Regions from separate parts of the Mus musculus genome. Here region 1 is linked to region 2. Evidence: chromatin contacts called from public HiChIP or PLAC-seq data. All regions are on one chromosome and are shown on one strand. The core of a region is the stretch at or near the end of the contact, and the rest is flanking DNA. Distances in the headings are between cores, read along the strand shown. Region 1 holds the start of Zdhhc9 (zinc finger, DHHC domain containing 9). Region 2 overlaps Zdhhc9 (zinc finger, DHHC domain containing 9).

Region 1 (2,700 bases), core at 39-2,538, 36 kb after region 2:
TTACTCACAGGAAGGAACAAGTAACCCTCTGGCTGGGGTAAGCTGTTCAGGGCATTCTGGAAGCATACACACATTGTATTTCCACAAAACAGATTTCCCCTAATCAAACCTTCTGTAACTTCTGGAGTCCGAAATGAAATCTTCTGGCTGGTCTAGTTTAACATTTGTGAGCCCACATCATATTGTAGATAAAAAGGCTTCCTTAAACAGGAGAGATCCTGGGATGGTTGGCAACTGATGCTGGGGTTGGGGGTGGCTGAGGGCGGTGGCAGCAGCTAAGAAAAGTCCCTTGGGGGCTTTCTAGGACATTTCACCAGTATCATAGCTCCATTCAGCATCCTGGATTTCCGGGCCTCGCCTTTCCCAGCCACTGTCATCCTCCTCTTCTCTCAGGTGCTGGGCTGTGTCCTCTACTTACTGGCACCACATGCCCCATGCTGGCAAGAATGAGGCGGAAGCCTGCAGCCCGATGAGCAAGAAACAACCAGCCAGAGAGCATTCCCGAGCTAGAGAGGGCAAAGGTCCAAAAGGGGACTAAGAGCCTAGCAACAAGATGGAAAGGTGTAAGGCTTGGGAAAGGGGAGGGGGCCCCAGAGGTGCAAAGATCACTTCCTTTGTGTAAAACTAACCTGGAAAACAATCTCCCCCCTCCCCCCGCCTCCATAAACTGACCCAGCAGAAGAACACAGACTAGGAAGGGGGACCCAACCTGGGAGAAGGAAAATTAAAATCCGTCAGAAAGCAGCGACCTGGTTCAGCAGCTTAGCGCCAGAAGCCAGGGCTGTGCAGCGGGCTCGTCCTCAGGAGGCCCGCCCTGCCTCCGCCACGCAGCCGACCACCGCCCCAGGCTGGCTGGGACGCGCGCCACATCCACACGCACACGCGTCCACACGCTCGTACACACTCACACACGCCCCGCCACGTGTAGTCACCCCCGGCCAGGGGCTCCGTGGCTGGCGAGCTGAGCAGGGCGGTGCCAACGTCCCTGGGTCCCGGCGGAGCTGAAGGGGGATGCAGCCCTCCAGAGAGCCGAGCCCCGGAGACCCCCACCCCCACCCCTTGTTACCTGAACAAGGGACACTGAACTCGGCCGGCAACTGGGGGCAGAAAGTGCACACTGTCCCGGGGGATCTCGTCAGCAGCCAGAGGTGGTAGCGACTTCTCCCTGACAGGGAGGGTGCCTCCTCCTGACAAGGGGCCCCAATAGTCGGGGCCCTAAACCAGCTGTGGCAACCGCCCACCGCTGGCGGAATGGAACGCTCCTCACGTCACCAGGTCGCTCCAGTAGTTGCTCGTCCTCCATTGGCTAAACGATCACAATGTCTCCATCCCGCCCCCAACGCGTACTACCATTGGCTACTTCGAACGTCACTCCAGAATCCCTCCGCCCACTCCCCCCACCCATCTCCTTGCTACAAGCCCACCTGCCAAGCTCCAGCCAGCTTCTCTCTGGGGTCTGAGCACCAGGACGCGAAGTGTTCTCGTCTATTAATATAGTTACGCAAAAGCGGAGGCGTAAGGTGGTGTGGACCGGACAAGGGAGGAGCCAAGAGCAGCCTCCCCACAAACACACTGAAGCAACACTAGCTCACAAATCCGGACTCTAACCCTGAATTCCGTCTTACCCTGGGCCTCTCCACTGCCGTTTGCCTTTAAATTGACCAAGGTCTGTTCGTGGGCATCTTAACGTTACATTCTCTGCCGCCTAAGTCCCATTCAGAAGCCTCGGACTCCCACGCAATCTCGAGGGCTTTCAGAACAGAAAAAGAATATGAAAAGAGATAACCATATCTGAGAATGTCATTTTGTGATATTGAAAACAAGTCATTGACATTAAGGAAGTTGGAGGAACTCCACTGAGACAACATAAATATTTCCAGGTAGATAATGATGCAAAGATTGCCAAAAGGTAGTTAATTTCTATTTTCTATTAGAATTTGAGATCTTGTTGGGTGTGGTGAAGCTAAGGCAAGAAGATTTGAAGCCACCCTGGTCTGACATTTGAGTTCCATGCCAGCCAGGGCTACATAGAAAGATCCTGGTTCAAATGCACAAAACAAAAGAACTGGAGATATTATGATAACAAAGGGAGGGGCATCCAAGGCAGAATTTTCATACATCAACCAGATTGATTCTTTCCTTCTGGTGCCTCCTGGCAGTTAGTTACTGTTACTGAGCCTCTGCTATCAACGGCTAGTAACACCATTTAGAAAATTGAGACTGGAGTGGGGAAAACAGTTGAGAATCACACTATTATATTATATTATATTATATTATATTATATTATATTATAGGGTGGATGTTACAAGGCACCAGATCTGTTTCCACCAGTATGACTGGTTCTTACCTTCCAAATAATATGAGGGATGTTTAAAAGTGACCTCTCCTTACCTACCACACTATGTTATCAACCCAGGTTTCCTAGAGCTTGACCAAAGTTTTCCTAGGGTTTCCAATAATAGTTGGAATTAGTTCAGAAGTGACTGCCAATGCTCTCCCAAAGGCAGCTTTGTGGTAGTTTTAATGAGAGACCACATACATGGTCAAGAATTATTATTCTTGGGCTGGTGAGATGGCTCAGTGGGTAAGAGCACCCGATTGTTCTTCCGAAGGTCCAAAGTTCAAATCCCAGCAACCACATGGTGGCTCACAACCATCCGTAATGAGATCTGACGCCCTCTTCTGGAGTGTCTGAAGACA
Region 2 (2,700 bases), core at 133-2,632:
AAAAAAGAAGAGAGAGAGAGAGAGAGAGAGAGAGAGAAGATTTAAAAAACAAAACAACAGAAAACCAAAAACCTTTTGCACTAGAGATAAAAGATTTCCATTTTGATCCTTCCCACCAGAAAGAGAAAGCTCTTCTGGCCAACCTAAGGGGCAACAGAAGAGTAGCTGAGGTAAGTCGAGGAAGGAAAGCAATCCATCCTGGCCCACAAGTGGAGATGGGCTGAGTACTGACTAGAAAGGGAGCCCCATGGGGAACAGGTTGATTGGAAAAAAGCAAACACACACACACACACACACACACACACACACACACGAGTAACTTCCACACTCTCTATGATTGCCCTAATTTTGAACTAACTGAAATTGAACTGTAAGAACCAAACTGAGAGAGAGAGAGAGAAAGAGAGAGAGAGAGAGAGAGAGAGAGAGAAGCAGCAGAAAGGAGCGAATCTGAATCAATCTCTCTCCCAATGACTCTCCTCACCCCCCGGGAATATTCAATGCAAATTCTGCAATAACCCAAAACAAAAAGACACAGAGAAACCTGGGAGCAGCCAAATTTCACTAATTACAAGTAACCAGAGTGAACCAGGAGTCTTGAGGATAGACCATTTGAAAAGAAATGCATGCTATCACTTGTTAAAGATCACTAATGAAATATTTCCAAGGGGAGGCCCTGGGGAGCCTGCTTTGAAAGCCAAGACCCACTAGCAGATAACACTGTCCATCTACTTAAAACAATGAAGAACATGGTCTCCTAAGTAGTTGGAAACCCTCTACTCTCCCAGTCTTCTTCACACTGTATATTGCTTGGAAGTCCTGTGTTCATAGTCTAGAATAAGATAAATTTCTGCCCAGATTTAAATAGATCATTGGAGAGGTTGAATTTGAGAGGTATGAATCTCTTGAACCCAAGGGTACCCTGGAAAATGGAAGTATGGGAAGTAACAAGCAACCCTCCTACCCCACCCGCCCACCCCCTGACCCAACACACAAACACATTCACAACCCCATGGTGGTTCTTGAAATGGAAGAGGAAGGAGGAGGCAGGCATCTTGCATTAGACACAGTTTAATCGCCTTCAAATAGATTAAAAGTCGTGGTTTGCACCCCTCCCTGTCCCCGTAAGTCATCCAGACAAGACCCTGGCTTAGAAAGAGAAAAACACAGGTGCTCTAGGAAATATAGCCACATATAATACATAGTTCTTCTTCCCTGAAATAGTGCAGGTCCCGAGCAGAGCTGCCTGGGGGGCTGCAGTCCACCCCCAGGATCAAGTGGCTCTGGGACTCTGCCGGTGGAAGTGCTGGAAGAGCAGGGGCTTAGATGAAGCCCCTGGTGTGGTTACCGTTGCCAGAGGTGGGCTGAGGCCTTGGAGCGGGATACCCGGAGGGTGGGGCAGCAGTGCTGGGCTTTCCCTCACTCAGCCAAGGCTTAATGGAAGTACTGATTAGTCTTTTTTTTCTCTCTCTTTTGTTTTGAGGGGATGATGAGGGAGGGGAGGGGAGAGGTGGGGAGAAGAGAGGAGAGGAGAGGAGAGGAGAGGAGAGGAGAGGAGAGGAGAGGAGAGGAGAGGAGAGGAGAGGAGAGGAGAGGAGAGGAGAGGAGAGGAGAGGAGAGCCTCTCTGTGCCTTGGCTTCCCCATTTGTGCATTCACGGCCTCTGTAGGCCTTACACAAGAAGTCTGAGGGGTAGTGTTTAAGTGAGCACTCAGGCTTCCCCTGAGGAAAAGAAACCAGCAAAGTGCAGACTTTTATTACTGCTAGTCCTGCTCCCGGCTGAAGCAGGAGTCAAAAGGAGAAAATGAAAGTGGACTCATGAGCAAAGAGGGGAGATGAGACAGAGAGTGTGAGGGGCTGTGTTGTTGGCATCTCATCAATGCTTATTGAGAATAGCACAGGCATTGAAGTTTCTGGAGAACGTAGGAGAAATGTATTATCTCTACCATGACTACTTACGTATAGCATCTAATGGGGGAAAGAGTGGGATTTGGATGTTAGAGAGTAGATGGGGGGGGAGAAAAGAGAAGCTACAGAAATAAATACAAGTGGAAGGTACCTGCCCTATTCCTAAAAGGATTGGCTGGCAATGCTGGCACTTTGGAGCCAGGAGAATCCTCCAGCGTCCCTCTCCAATCCTTAGTTCTGAAGGAGTCAAGAGCCCAGTTAGAATTCCCTGGCCAGAGGTCTCTGTGACTGCCTCTGGACTCGGGACATGCAGCAGCTGGAAAGGACTGGAGTCAGTCTTGAGACTCTTTAGCCCCAGAAAGAGACCAATGACCCCCAGCAGGGGAGCTAGGATCTGGAGGGAAGAGGAGGGGAGTCCAAGGATACCTTGTGGCTGAGACAATGGGAAACCAACCAGTGCCATGTCCCAAGAGACCCATTTGTCCAGTTGCCAGATGTGACTGGCATCTTCTGCCACTGTCTTAAGTTCAAACATTAAAAAAAAAAAGTTTGCAGCAAGAAGATGCCGGTAATTGGGTGACTAAAGACCAAAGAAAAATAGTAATAAGGGACAGCTCATTTGTTCTCTGTCTCAGGTGGTTGTCTCCCCTGAAATCTCTCATAGCCCTAATGAAACACAAACAAAAGTCTCTTCCATAGAGAGGCTACTTCTCAGCTTCGGATGCCTCCTGTGGTGGCTCTGGGGGTTCTGGAGGTGGCATCTCTTCAGGAATGCTGGTGTCCTCTGCCATCT

Evidence for each region. HiChIP or PLAC-seq counts read pairs in DNA pulled down with a chosen protein or histone mark.
Region 1: an H3K27ac HiChIP or PLAC-seq map of microglia shows a contact between it and region 2, with 5 times the contacts expected there. The contact joins the promoter of Zdhhc9 here to the enhancer-like site in region 2. A contact is called at or near these places in 7 of 484 Hi-C or Micro-C datasets (the G1E-ER4 cell line, the HL-1 cell line, double positive thymocytes and 2 more), 7 of 115 datasets of contacts at active chromatin or transcription factors (the SCID.adh cell line, effector CD8 T cells, embryonic stem cells and 3 more) and 3 of 9 other capture datasets (adipose tissue, embryonic stem cells and liver).

Annotation. Positions count from the first base shown.
Region 1 is chrX:48,207,414-48,210,113 of GRCm38.p6, forward strand. It overlaps Zdhhc9 (zinc finger, DHHC domain containing 9), which reads right to left and starts at 1,289. Exons shown (of 10, transcript NM_172465.4): 1 at 1,067-1,289.
Region 2 is chrX:48,170,914-48,173,613 of GRCm38.p6, forward strand. Zdhhc9 (zinc finger, DHHC domain containing 9) reads right to left here. Exons shown (of 10, transcript NM_172465.4): 10 at 1,058-2,700. The coding sequence ends at 2,612. Among named protein-coding and RNA genes, the nearest start is that of Sash3, 26 kb to the left of the region's middle. Within about 2 kb of position 1,383, at least 2 of the 459 cell types and tissues checked have an H3K27ac peak or open chromatin away from gene starts, as enhancers often do. A contact at or near this core is called in microglia, where this site is marked.